2 separate regions of the Mus musculus genome follow, and region 1 is linked to region 2. Evidence: chromatin contacts called from public HiChIP or PLAC-seq data. All regions are on one chromosome and are shown on one strand. The core of a region is the stretch at or near the end of the contact, and the rest is flanking DNA. Distances in the headings are between cores, read along the strand shown. Region 1 holds the start of Iqcg (IQ motif containing G). Region 2 has its middle 11 kb from the start of Gm34766.

Region 1 (7,252 bases), core at 4,455-6,954, 370 kb before region 2:
CCTGGCTGTCCTGGAACTCACTCTTGTAGACCAGGTTGGTCTCGAACTCAGAAATTTGCCTGCCTCTGCCTCCCAATTGCTGGGATTAAAGGCGTGTCACCACTGCTGGGCTTCCTAACTACTTTAAAGATGGAATTCTAGAAATTGTTTAAAGCAGCACTTATTGTCCATTCAATTTCAGTTCTCAAAATTGCAAACCCCACCTCAGTTTATGGTGATTTGTCAAGATAGATCTGACACCCTCTTCTGTATCTAAAGACTACAGTGTACTTACATATAAATCTTTTAAAAAAAAAAAATCCCGCCGGGCGTGGCAGTGTACTTACATATAAATCTTTTAAAAAAAAAAATCCCGCCGGGCGTGGTGGCGCACGCCTTTAATCTCAGCACTCGGGAGGCTGAGGTAGGTGGATTTCTGAGTTCAAGGCCAGCCTGGTCTACAGAGTGAGTTCCAGGACAGCCAGGGCTATACAGAGAAACCCTGTCTCGAAGAAAAAAAAAAAAAAAATCCCAGCGGAGTACCTAAGACCCCTGTGCCGCTCCTTTCAGACACCTAACCTTTCCAGTGGTCACTGCTGACCACATAACTGACACACAAGTAGCTTTTGGGGAAAACAATTTAGATTATAATAAATCCAAGACTGACACCCCTAAAAAGTAGTTTCCAATATTAAGTACATAGGAATCTAGTGAGCTAACCTAGTTGCTCTTTATTACTCCTTTGGAGACCACTCACAACCCAGCAAGGAACACTTTTCCAAAAGTACAACTTGCAATGCCAACTTCGCTTTGAACTAACCAACCTTTCTGGGAACTGCCTTGTGCCCTCTGATGCAGTTTTCCCCGCAATAGTTGCAGTACCATCATCTTGGTGGAAAGGACTCAACCATTTTTTGGGGTGTGGGGGTACCTCACTATAGACCAGGCTGGCCTTTAACTCAAGAGATTTGACCACCACTGCCTGGCCATTTCTTTAATAGCTCAGGCTCTGTAGCACAGTCCAGTCTAAATTGGTTAATAAAAGAACTTGTTAGCAACCTAAATATGCCTTATTTCCAGGATATCCTCAAACCTTCATGTGTTTGAGAGCCCTGCATACTTTTGTAAATATGCTATTATCAACCCTGCAGGTACTGAAACCAGCCATTTTCAAGGGCAGTTTTCCAAGGTAGAAATAAAATGCACTAGTCTGACCTTTTCAGGACATACTACTTTCACTTGACCAATCCCAAATCAGTCCCCAACACCACCATGCCATCCTACCCCCGTTTATCCAGACAAGCACCATTCAAATTCTTCCCAAGTCCCTCCTGAGTTCTGGATTTGTATGGGGAACAAGCATGCACTATTACCATGGTGCCTCACCTCACGCCCACAGCATGGCAGTGGTCAGTGTCTCAGTGAGATCCACCTCAGGCCTATGATGACTTGATGCTTCTTTCACTAAAAATCTAGAATGGAAATCACGCTCCTATAGGTTACTCATATAACCCAGCTCTGCTCCAGCATTAATTAACAGAAAACTTTTCCTGAGACAGGCTCTCACTATACAGTCCTGGCTGGCCTGGATGTGAGCATCTGCACTGAAGGTATATGTCACCTCACCCAGGAAAACTTTTTGTCTAATACTATTACATAGAAGTTCCTTGCACTCCAAAACTGCTATACAACTCCAAACACCTTAACAAAGAGAAACTCAATTTAGGACAGATGTGAAAAAAAAATACAAGAGCACAAATCTACTTTTATTTATTTACTCTCCATTAGTTTAAATCCGGGATGGGTACAGCATCTGGGGAAAAAGAAACAGAAACATTAGGTGAATAATAAATATCACATTACCGTATTACTCATCCCAAAATGCACCTGGTGGCTTTATCCTGATAGTAAGGAGGCATTTGCACAGCATCTGACCTTATGTAATACTCATTTTGTACATGGTCATCTACAGTGACACGTACATTCTTGAGATGGAACGGTCTCTCTCTCACTGACTGCCCCACAGATTCTCCCATTTCCCAAGGGCTCAAATTACAGACATGATACTGCTGTGCCTGTCTTTATGTGGCTGCTGGGGGAAAAAAACCTCAGTTTTTCCAACTGAGCCACCTCCCAGCCTCAGGAACCAGCACTTTTCCCCCCTGGTACCCAAGACCAAGGGTCATGAATGCTAACTATAATCAGGACTCCGAACTGACCTATGAACCCTAGCCCCAAATCAAAGCAATCAAAACTAAACAAAAATACTCAAGTGAAATGGCTTAGTGGATACAGGCACTTGCCACCAAGCCTGACCACATGGAGTTTGATTCTTGCAAATGCCACAGCAGAATAGCTGACTCCTACAAATTGCCCTCTGACTTTCATACACTCTTGTGCCATGTATGCCCACATAAATGACAGCCCTAAAATGCAAGTTGTCGAGTGGGGTATGGTGGCGCCCAACATTCCCACCATTAGAGTACACTATAAATGGACCCAAGCGAAAGTATGACAAAAATCTCAACATAGCATGCCCCCGTGGGCCAAAGTCCTGAAACATGGTATGAGCATGCTTCCCATGTACAGGATAAAGTCACTGTCTAGTCTGGCAGGACTGAGATGGTAGACATAACAAACCATAACATGCCCCCCAAACAAGGCACGACATAAGATGAGCTAGGTAGCATTGGCCTGAAATCCCACCTACTTAGAAGGCTGAGGCAGGACTTAAGTTCAAGACCAGCCTTGACAACTTTGTGAGAACCTGCCATAGTCAAATATGAGCCTTGTGTACATAACAAGTTCCAGGACAACCGGGGGCACACCATAAGACTTTGGCACAAAGACACAAATAAATCCTGTCCAAAGTATTTCTCCTCCCAGGTTGCTTTAGTGATAATGAAACTTAAATGCTATTCATTTGCGGGCCACCCTCGCCTGCTTCACCCTGCCAGTTCTGTTTTTTTCCACTTAAGTCAGTCACCAATTCACAGAACTGGTTTATACTCTGGACTTTTACACTCACAAGTCTTGAGGTAGGTAGTAAGTATCAAAAGAGCCATTTATTTTGCTATTGGCACTCACCACACGGATTCTGTGTCCAATGGCCTTTGCAGGAAGGTTGCTTCGGAATTTGGCACGAACCATACCGCTGTTTCCGTGGGCCCGAGTTACCTTTCCCCAGATCACTCTGGTTTTGTTTGGTTTACCTCCAGGAGTCACTGTATTGCTGGTTTTTAAAGACATAAGCGGCATGAGCTCCAACACGGACATAAACATGACACTAACTCAGTTATTTCCTAGGGTCCAGGCTCCCACCTCTACTCTCCACACAGAACACCTTGAGAAATTGGGGGGAACAATATTCATTCAACAATTCATATACATAAAGCCTATTTCCAGGATAGTCAGAAGAATCTGTGTACTAAAACCATTAAGAGTAAATGTGGAAAGACACAGCAATGACACCTACTCAGGATAAAAGCTGAAAACGAGGACCTGAAAGCACAGGCTATCAGAGACTGAGAATGATGGCATGAAGCAAACGACTGAGGTCTCAACCAGGCTGAGCCTCAGCTACAGACCTCACTCAGGTCTGCCTCCTGAATGCTGGGACTAAGGGCATGCAGGACTCACACACATACGCATGCCCTGACAGTGCACACAAGGGCCAATTTCTGTATGGCCTTATGTTCAATTCCCAGTAGGAAAAGAGGGACCAGAGAACCAATATAGAACCCAGCTTAAAACAAGCACACAAGCGCGCGCGCGCGCGCGCGCGCGCGCACGCACACATACACACAAATATCCAGGTCCAGGGAATCTGGCACCCTCACAGCTATACAAACAAGCAAACACCAATGCACATAAAAAATTAACTAATTTTTCAACTAGTTTTTCCAAATGTAACCTCAATTGTTCTAAGTCAGGGTGCAATAGACTGTTTGTTCACAGAGCAGAGCAGAATCACCTAACTCAATATAGATGTGGGAGCAAATAAATTGTACAATAACAAGAACAATCTATTCTAGTAATTGTCATTTTTAGTAACTAAAACAAATCAAGATACATTGAAAAGTACTATATAAACCCTTTCAAAGGAAAATGAAAGGTACTAAGAGCTGTAATCTTTGTTTTTAACCATGTTAGGGACTTAACACAGGGAACTTCTACACTTGTACTACGAACCAATGGTGCCTATATAGTCCATACCACCGACAAAAAGATCCCTCTCTAATTTCCTCTAAGCTCTTCACGTGTCTAGGAAGACTCAACCACACCAATTTCTCACTAACACCCCTACCTTTTCAGTAGAAAAAACGAGATTAGTCAACCAAAAATTAAAAGGCATGGGAGCATACTTACTTTTTTGCCTTATACACATAAGCACATCTCTTGCCTAAGTAGAACTCCGTTTCATCTCGGGCATAAACGCCTTCAATTTTAAGAAGAGCCGTGTGCTCTCTTTGGTTCCGGAGACCTCGCTTGTAGCCAGCAAAAATGGCCTTGCACCACAGCCTAAGACAACGTTAAGAAAGACATGATGACTACCCCGTTACAACTTTTCATGTATCTTTTAGCAAGCCACCATGATTTGCTTTGTAGCAATTCCTACTCCAGCTATCTACAGCAGACCTCTCGTTCCCCTCCCGCATTACACTGAACTTTAGCTTCGCGTTTAATAGAACGAAACAGAAATGGAGAAAACGACTATTGTGAGATCGCGTACCTTCCAGACATACTTGCTGTTAGAAGTCCTGTTCCCAGCAGGCCTGAAAAACAAAACCGAGAGCTCAACCGAGAGTCATGCAGCACGCATCCCACCTGTCACTATTTCCCGGCGCGAGAGATGGCTTCAGTCGGCGTCCCAAGGATGGGGACCTCTTACCTACGCCCTGCCCCCTATAGAGGCAGAGCCTGGCAAAATACTCAGGGCTCCGACAACCAATGACAACGAACGACTCGGAATCGTGGGCAAAGGCCGGGTGGGAAGGCGACTCACCCGAGACTTAACTTCTCAAACCCCAAAAGGAACCCGGAGGCGAGCTCATGCCTCCATCAGTACAGAAAGCAGCTAACACAGGCGAGATCCGGCTCTGTGCGGGGAACCCAGCTCCCAGGGACCACCGCTCCCCGGGCCAGTAAGACCGGGGGAAATGCACCCATTCTCTCCTCCCGAGCCGGAGATCGACCGAGACCAGCGAGCTCTCCTCCCCCGGCCGGGGCCTCCACACCATCAGCCCGTCATCGCCTCCATCCCGCCCTCCATCCTCCTGGAATCCCCAGAAACCTCTGGCGGTCGGGTTCTCCGAGACGCCAGGTTGTCTCGGTGAGGGATGAAACTAAACGCACCCCAGCAATCGGGCCCCAAAGCTCAGCAGCAGGAACCCCCCTCACCTCCACAGGCGCCAAGATGGCGGAAAGAGGAAGGCAAGCCCCGCCGCGCGGCCTTGTGGGACGCACGCCCCGCCCCTCTCCGCGCTTAGGCCGCTCACACTGCGCCAGAAAGCAAAGGTCAGAGACAGAGAGAGAGGCTCGACTCAGCCAAGCCGCGCTCAAGAACTTTAAATTCTTTCCCTCCTGCCCTTTCGTCTTTGTAAGCGGCAACACGTATTATTTAGGAACAAGGAAAGGCAAAATCGTAGTCGACTAAGAAAGAATCAGGGGTCCTACTTAAAAAAAAAAAAGAGCTTGCGCGACGCGTTGCCATAGCTACCGATTAGTTTGGTTCCCGCCTCCAGCTGGGCTGGTAGAGAGGTAAGGAAAAGTTAAGTGTTTTCTCCTCTTCCTAGAATGGAGACTGGGATCCTACCATATAGGAGAGAAAAACCTGGAGCATGAAGGCAGGAGTTTCTCTTGATTTGTTCTTTTATTTTTTCCCATCTTTAATTTAACAAACAGGGTGTGGTAGCCGTTGCCCGTTAACCTCAGCATTTATTCCGGAGACTGAGGTAGGAGGATCACATCACAAATTCGAGGCTAGGCTAAGTTACATAGCAAGGCCCCATCTTAACAGCAACAAACATCCATGAGGCAAACCGCGGTCCCGGTGCTTGCTTGTAACCCCAGTATTCTAGCTGTGCGAGCAGGTGAATAGGACTTAAAAGACCATCCTCTGCTACATAGGGAGTGCCAGTCAGCCTGAGCTACATGAGACCCCATCTGAAAAAAAGGGAGACGATGTGAGGAAGTGAGAGATAGAAGATATCCTTCCATCCTTTCCCTGACTTGTCGGATGCAGATAAATTTTTTAAAATTCATTTATTTATTATATGTAAGTACACTATATCTGTCTTCAGACACTCCAGAAGAGGGAGCTAGATCTCGTTATGGCTCCATGTGGTTGCTGGGATTTGAACTCTGAACCTTCGGAAGAGCAGTCAGGTGCTCTTACCCACTGAGCCATCTCACCAGCCCACAGATAAATTTAATAGACTCAGATTTACAGTTCCTAACTTGTGCATTAATTAAGGCGAACTGATGGATCCATTCATTTAATCAGAGAGTAATTTATTGAATGACTACCACTACCAAGAATGCTGTAGGCTTGTAGGGCACCAGAGTAAACAGACTAAAACGTCTGCCCTCTTGCAGCCTACATGAGGGAGCAAGGATGGCATGTTGGCTCTGGTGTCTGTAATCCTTGCACTTAGAAGGTTGAAGTATGAAGATTGCTCTGTTTTAGGTCAGTAAGAGGTACATTATGTGTACACAGATATCCTGAGCTACAGAGTAAGAAATCTCATCCTTGCTCCCTCACTCCTCGCAAAAAAAAAAAAAAAAAAAAAACAAGACAACAAGCAGATTAGACATGTGGTATGTTAAAAGGTCAAGACTTCCTTTCTTTTCCTTTTTTTTTTTTTTTTTTTTTTTTTTTTTTTTTTTTTTTTTTGGTTTTTCAAGACAGGGTTTCTCTGTATAACCCTGGCTGTCCTGGAACTCACTCTGTAGACCAGGCTGGCCTCAAATTCAGAAATCCGCCTGCCTCTCCCTCCCGAGTGCTGGGATTAAATGCGTGAGCCACCACCGCCCAGCAAGACTTCCTTTTTAAAAACCTGTTTATGTGTGTGCTTTCAGAGGTCGGAAGATGGCCTCAGACTCTAGAGCTAGATTTTACATGCAACTTGTTATTGTTATTGTTGTTGTTTTGTTTTGAGACAGGGACTAGAGAAATGTCTCAATGTTTAAGGGCATACACTGTTTTTAAAGAGGTCTTCAGTTCAGTTCCCAGCATCTACATCAGGGACTCACAATTACCTATAACTTCAGC
Region 2 (7,303 bases), core at 294-2,793:
TTAAAAACGTAGAAATGAGCCCGGCGGTGGTGGCGCACGCCTTTAATCCCAGCACTTGGGAGGCAGAGGCAGGTGGATTTCTGAGTTCGAGGCCAGCCTGGTCTACAAAGTGAGTTCCAGGACAGCCAGGGCTACACAGAGAAACCCTGTCTCAAAAAAAACAAAAACAAAACAAAACAAAAAAAAACATAGAAATGCGTGGAGAGCCGTGAGCAATTGCCATCACAAGCCTCCGCTGTGCCTAACTGGTAAACAAGTAATGTGCGCAGGTGCAAGAGTAAATTCGTGCGAAGTTACTGCCCATCCCGGGGCGTAGTAGTGGGGTAATGAGTGAGCAGCTAATCAGGAGCTGACATGTCACATGGAGGGGTATATAAGCAGCATCATTTTCCTTGTTTGGGGTTGTTCTTCTTTCGCCTATGCAATCAATGCTCTCCCAGTAAACGTGTGCAGAAGGATCCTGTTGCAGCGTCATTCTTCCTGGCCAGTTGAGCGTGTGCAAGAGAAATGTTAACAAAATAATGTCTTACACAACAAGAGTTTATCCACAGAAGGCAAAGTATGTAGTGTTTCAAGGATGTTCAAGATGAAAAGTCAGTAGCATAAAACGTGAACAATTTAAAAGTAGTTTACAGTGCTGGAGATATTGGATCAGTAGATGAGAGAGTCTGCTACTCTTGCAGAGGAACCATGTTCTGTTCCCAGAACTTACCTGTGGTTGCTCACAGTTTCCTGGAATCCGGTTCCAGGGGAGCTGACGCGCTCTTCTCGTCTCAGACACATACGCATACACACAGGAAATCATACATACATACATACATACATACATACATACATACATACATACATGCACAGACATACAGGCAAACACTCATGCATATAAAATAAAAATAAATAAATCTTAAAAAAATAAGAAGCAGTTTATAATTTAACATTCACCAGATGTACTTATTTTTATAAGATTAATACATACATGTCTGCACAGATAAAACTAATATATCAAGTTTCACGTATTTTTCTGACTAATTAACTTTTCTAATGCGCTCTGCTGACTGTCCCAATTCTACAATGGGCATTACAGCAGTCATAAAAAACAACAAAGAGTAGCCAGGCGTGGTGGTGCACGCCTTTAATCCCAGCACTCAGAGGCAGAGGCAGGCGGATTTCTGAGTTCAAGGCCAGCCTGGTCTACAGAGTGAGTTCCAGGACAGCCAGGGCTGTACAGAGAAACCCTGTCTCGAAAAAACAAAAACAAAAACAAAACAAAACAAAACAAAACAGCCCTGACTGCTCTTCCAGAGGTTCTGAGTTCAAATCCCAGCAACCACATGGTGGCTTAAAACCATCCGTAATGGGATCTGATGCCCTCTTCTGGGGTGTCTGAAGACAGCTACAGTGTACTTACATATAATAAACAAACAAACAAACTTTAACAAACAAAAACCAAAGAAGACAAATAGAAGGAAGGTCAACACAGCACAAGGGAGTAGTGCCGGGACTTCCGGTGGAGTCGCTGCGTGCTCTGCCTGAGCCTTTAATATCCTAGCACTTAACTCCTGGAGCACTGGTTTCTCTCCCTGGCTCTGGTTGGCCTCCTTCAGAGCCTCCATAACTGTCCATAGAAACAGGGTTCTAATGTCCTTTCTCTTTGCATTAGACCCTAGCTGATCCCCGTTTTGTACCAGATGGTAGGCGAACATATTCCTTCCCAAGTTTACCTGGGCTGAGTCCCTACCAGCAGGGTTTAGACTCTTAAATGATTTGCTGGGAAACGACTTCATACAACCTTAGCCCCCTACACTCTCAAATTTAACTCAAATGGGTAGTGTCTCATCTTACCGGTAGGTGGCGCTGTCGACACAAACGTGCAATTGCTCAGGTTCTGCAGATCAGTTTCAAGCAATCCTTGATACAGAGTATCCAAATATAAGGCCCTGGGAGCAAAGGTACTATCTACTACCTCCACTACTTACATCTGTCTCATACATGTTTGAGAAACGGAATAAATTTAAGGAAAAACCGCACAGTTTAGTTTCTCATCTTAGCATTTTACCTGGCGGCGGCTGGCAGCTGCGGGACCGCCATTGAGAACTCCTGCATCCAGAAGCCAGGGGAGCCATTCTCCAAGTTCAAAGTTCCATAAAAACTAAATTGCTTCAAATTAAAAACACCTTTTGCCTCCAAAGTGCAAGGGGGGGGGCATGCTAGATTCTTCTTTCCCTTTGGCCACACTATTGTTAAGTGGATCAATCCAGCTTAAAGAGAGTGTCCTCCTCCACCCCCATCTACAGACCAAAAGGAACCCAGCAGGCTTGTTATTCACCAGGATATGAGAAGCACCTTCAAACCTTCAACCTCTCTCCCCCAAACCCCAACAAAAAGAGAATGGGTCAGGAGCAAGCCAGTCCATTCTGTGAGCTAACAGCTAACCACTGAAACACGGTCACCCCATGTCACTTTCCTGGTAATTTTATTATCTACCAAGTCAGCAGAGTCGCTTTCTGGGGAACCACCTCCCTGGGTACACAATGACACAGAGCATTTGCCATTTTGCCACAATGATGTCACTCCCAGGGGCACAGACTGTCTATTCAGCTTGTGTTCTGTCAACAGGGCTGACAGATTGCCCAACAAACCCTGAGTTTATTCCCCAGGCTGGGTAAACCCGAATCGGCTTCTGCTACACACAGTAACATTGCAAGAGCTAGCAGGTTGACCAGGCAAAAACCAACAGGAAGACCTGGGGTGTAGGAAACACAGCCAAAACAGTGCATTGCATTCCTGATTCATTCTCTCTCTCTCTCTCTCTCTCTCTCTCTCTCTCTCTCTCTCTCTCTCTCTCTCTCTCACACACACACACACACACACACACACACACACACACACAAACAACCGCAGTGTCCTGCTCCTACAAAAGCCTTCTGAAATACACTCTTTACAACAGATTCTTACATGCTGGCAACTCACGCAACAGTGTTTTGTTTGTTTGTTTGTTTGTTTTTTGTTTTTTTTTAAGTTTTCTTAAATAGAGTTAAAAAATGATCTATAGGGCTGGAGAGATGGCTCAGCAGTTAAGAGCACTGACTGTTCTTCCAAAGGTCCTGAGTTCAATTCCCAGCAACCACATGGTGGCTCACAACCATCCATAATGAGATCTGACGCCCTTTTCTGGTGTGTCTGAAGACAGCTACAGTGCACTCACATATGATGAATGAATGGATCTTTAAAGTTAAAAAAAATGATCTATAAGATATCTCTGAGTGTAACAAAACAAACACACAAACAAAACAACAACAACAAACTGTTGTTGCCAAAAGCGGCCTTGTTGGTTTGTTAAGGCAAACTGAGAGCATTAGGGTGGAGATTGGGGCAGAGTGGCTGATGCTTGATGCTAAGCTCCTGATTTGTCAGAACCGGCAGGATTCGTTTAGTGGGTGGCCTGTCACTCGGCAGAATGTCCTCTCTGCCTTACTGAGCTCTAGTGCCCAGAGCCATGCTCTCCAGGTAAAGCCACTCTTTCCTTCCAAAAGATCAGCAGGCCAGACGACACTTACTCTATTATCTTATGTGCGTGGACTTGACCTGCATCCTTGGTCTTTGCACCGTGTGTCTGTCTCCCTCACACCTGCAGAGGCCAGAAGAGAATCAGATGCCCTAGAAGTGGAGTTATAGATGGTTGAATTGCCATGCAATAACTTAGAATTGATCCCGTGTCCTCTGGAAGAGCAGCCAGTGCTCTTTTTTTTTTTTTTTTTTTTTTTTTTTTTTAAGTTTTTTTCGAGACAGGGTTTCTCTGTATAGCCCTGGCTGTCCTGGAACTCACTCTGGAGACCAGGCTGGCCTCGAACTCAGAAATCCGCCTGCCTCTGCCTCCCAAGTGCTGGGATTAAAGGCATGTGCCACCACGCCTGGCTTTTTTTTTTTTTAAATGCTGCTGTCTTCTCCTTCTTTTAAAGGTTTTGTTTATTAAGAGTCTCACTATGTAGCCTGAACTGGCCTGGACCTTAAGCTGTAGACTAGGCTGGGCTCAAACTCACCTGCCTCTACCTCTCGATTACTGAGATTGAAGATTGCCACCACGCCCCCTTATTGTTTTAAATGATGCCTGTCTGTGTGTGGGCGTGCACACGTGGCATGCAGTGCCTGTGGAGACCAGAAGAGGGTTTTGGAGCCACTGGAGATGGAGTCACAGCAGTTCTAAGTCACTGTATGTGGTATTGGGAACCTAACTCAGATCCTCAGTAAGACCAGTATAAATTCTTTAATTACTGCAGCAGCAGCTCCCGTCCCAGACTAAATGGCTTGTTGTTGTTGTTGTTGTTGTTTTGAGATGAAGAACATCTGAAAAAATAAAATAAAAAAAAAAAAGGACTTGAGGCCCCATACAGCCTATTTCCCCATTCATGACGTGACCTACAACTATTTTTAGAGTTTGAAAATTTGATTTTTGTTTAACTAACAAGTTTCCTCCATTCTAGGTAAGGGATCTATACCATGAGTTGAACTTTAGATTCTAGGCATCTTAACTAGAATCCATCTTTTTTATACTTCTTTAAGACATCATACCGCAATTAATAGTATAATTAGGGTTTGCATGGCAAAGGACCACACACATTGCATAGTGTGACATGGGGCTGCCTGGGATCCCAGGTCTGAGGCAGCTTTCTCATTTATGTGAAGGCTTCTACATCTCCCTCCTCTAACACACACACACACACACACACACACACACACACAAGCCACACCATCATATACATAGACACAGTCATACATATATACACACACAGCCACACACCACACATATACACACTCATACACACAGACACTCTCACATATCACATACACTCATACAGAAACACACTCACTCACATATCCACACACTTATCACACACACACCTAGGCATATACACACACATCTACAAACCAAACATATATACATGCACGTACCACATCCCAGACACACACATGACATATACACACACGACATGTACACACATACACAGCACACACATACACTTTTTTCCTTTCTGTAAGATTTATTTTATGTATATGGGTAACCCGTTGCTCTCTTCAAACACACCAGAAGAGGGCATTGGATCACATTATAGGTGATTGTGAGCCACCATGTGGTTGCTGGGACTTGAACTCAGGACTTCTGGAGGAGCAGTCAGTCCACTTGCTGCACTGCCCACTTGCCGCCATTTCCTGTCTCCAGAGGGTGAAGAACAGTCAGCCTGGGACAACATCTGCCTGAAATCTGCAGCTGGCTATTCCAGAACTCAGCAGGACACGGCCCCTGGGCACAGTCCACCAGTCCCTTTAACTGCAGCATGGTGGGCTCTGAAGGCTCCATCCCCCAGAGCTGCCGTGCTTCTGGCCCACTGCAGTCAAGAGCACCAGCATGATTCAGCACCCTGAGTGTTTCTGCGGGCTGTTTTTAAATAGTGTCAAGTCCCATAAGCAGACCTTGAACTTGGTTCTGGCTTCAATGCCTGAGTGCCTCCCTTCCCTGCCTGGTAGCACTATGCCTCCCTCCAATGTCTTTAACGAATCCCAGCTGTCCATTTACTTTCCGTGATTTATCTTGCTTCCTAAAGCTTATATCATCTGTAGGATTCAAAGGAGCTTCCTGGATCTAGTTGCTTCCTAAAAGTCAGCAAGAGATTAGTAATCTTACATTTAAAAAGATCCACAGATATTAATAGGTAATTCACAGAGAAAGGGAACATGAGAGAGTTTACTTGTTCCTTGTTATTGGGGGGGCTGTGTGTGTGTGTGTGTGTGTGTGTGTGTGTGTGGACACATGTGAAGTTAGAGGACTGACTTTTGGGATTCTGTTCTCTCCTTCCACCATGGGTTCCACGACTCAAAATCAGGTTACCAGGCCTGCACAGTAAACGCCTTCAACCACGGAGTCATCTACTTGGCCGCCCTTTTCTGTTTGTTTTTGAGACAGGCTCTTATGATGAAACCCAGCCCCGGGTTGACCTGGGACCTACGCCGATCCTCCTGCTTTGGCTTCCGGAATGCTGAGATTACAGACAGGCACCGGCACTCCTGGCCTCAGCTTACTTTTTATTTACTTATTTTACAGTGGTGCTGAGGGTTCGAATCCAGGTTCCATGCCTGTGCAGAGCACTGTTCCCACTGCAACATCTCGTCTAGCTCAAATTACTTTAAAAAATGTGTTTGTGTGTCTATTTTGCTTACACATAAGTATATGCACTGCATGTGTGTGTGGTGATCACAGTGGTCAGGCATCAGATCCCCTGCAAATGGAATTACAGCTGGTTGTGAGCTGCCACGTAGGTGGCCTCAAGAGCAGTAAATACTTCTAACCCCTGGGCCATCTCTCCAGTCCCACAACTTACTTTTTGAGAAGTCTACTTACTCTGGAGAGGCATGCAAACGGAAAACTCCCACCACGATCTGCCACCAGGCAGTCTGGGTAGGGCCAGGGAGCTGCTTACGACGCGGCCACAACTCTCACTGCTGGTGGAACCACTGAACAATCTCACAGTCTCCATCACGGCCCTGGAGCTCACTACCCACAACGCCTCATCCAGTCTCGCCAGTGAGAACATTGCACACACCCAGATTACTGCCACAGTGGCTGTAACTGCTAAGGATGGCCAAGAACCAAACCAACCAAAATTCTAAGGAAGTTTCCAAAAATTATCTGTTTAAAAAAAGGAGAACAGAAAGACACATGCTCCACTATGTTCATAGCAGCCTTATTTATAATAGCCAGAAGCTGGAAAGAACCCAGATGTCCCTCAACAGAGGAATGGATACAGAAAATGTGGTACATTTACACAATGGAGTACTACTCAGCTATTAAAAAGAATGAATTTATGAAATTCCTAGGCAAATGGATGGACCTGGAGGGCATCATCCTGAGTGAGGTAACCTAATCACAAAAGAACTCACATGATATGCACTCACTGATAAGGGGATTAGCCCAGAAACTTAGAATACCCAAGATATAAGATACAATTTGCAAAACACATGAAACTCAAGAACTAAGACCAAAGTGTGGACACTTTGCCCCTTCTTAGAATTGGGAACAAAACACCCATGGAAGACAAAGACACCCATACAGAGACAAAGTTTGGAGCTGAGACGAAAGGATGGACCATCTAGAGACTGCCATACCCGGGGATCCATCCCATAATCAGCCTCCAAATGCTAACACCATTGCATACACCAGCAAGAGTTTGCTGAAAGGACCCTGATATAGCTGTCTCTTGTGAGGCAAGTGCCTGGCAAACACAGAAGTGGATACTCACAGTCAGCTATTGGA

Evidence for each region. HiChIP or PLAC-seq counts read pairs in DNA pulled down with a chosen protein or histone mark.
Region 1: a contact with region 2 is called in a FOXA1 HiChIP or PLAC-seq map of pancreatic cancer cells. The contact joins the promoter of Iqcg here to the enhancer-like site in region 2. A contact is called at or near these places in 7 of 39 promoter capture datasets (the C10 cell line, embryonic stem cells, hematopoietic stem and progenitor cells and 3 more), 1 of 15 datasets of contacts at CTCF or cohesin (pro-B cells), 6 of 484 Hi-C or Micro-C datasets (the G1E-ER4 cell line and embryonic stem cells), 11 of 115 datasets of contacts at active chromatin or transcription factors (the 230-238 cell line, the SCID.adh cell line, embryonic stem cells and 4 more) and 3 of 9 other capture datasets (adipose tissue, embryonic stem cells and liver).

Annotation. Positions count from the first base shown.
Region 1 is chr16:33,054,638-33,061,889 of GRCm38.p6, reverse strand. It overlaps Iqcg (IQ motif containing G), which reads left to right and starts at 5,704. Exons shown (of 11, transcript NM_178378.3): 1 at 5,704-5,739. It overlaps Rpl35a (ribosomal protein L35A), which reads right to left and starts at 5,437. Exons shown (of 5, transcript NM_001130485.1): 1 at 5,380-5,437; 2 at 4,712-4,754; 3 at 4,348-4,500; 4 at 3,067-3,211; 5 at 1,701-1,792. The coding sequence starts at 4,722. The coding sequence ends at 1,769. It also overlaps a transcript of Lmln not described here.
Region 2 is chr16:32,684,256-32,691,558 of GRCm38.p6, reverse strand. No RefSeq gene overlaps it. Among named protein-coding and RNA genes, the nearest start is that of Gm34766, 11 kb to the left of the region's middle. Within about 2 kb of position 1,543, at least 38 of the 459 cell types and tissues checked have an H3K27ac peak or open chromatin away from gene starts, as enhancers often do. A contact at or near this core is called in the G1E-ER4 cell line, the SCID.adh cell line, embryonic stem cells and 3 more, where this site is marked.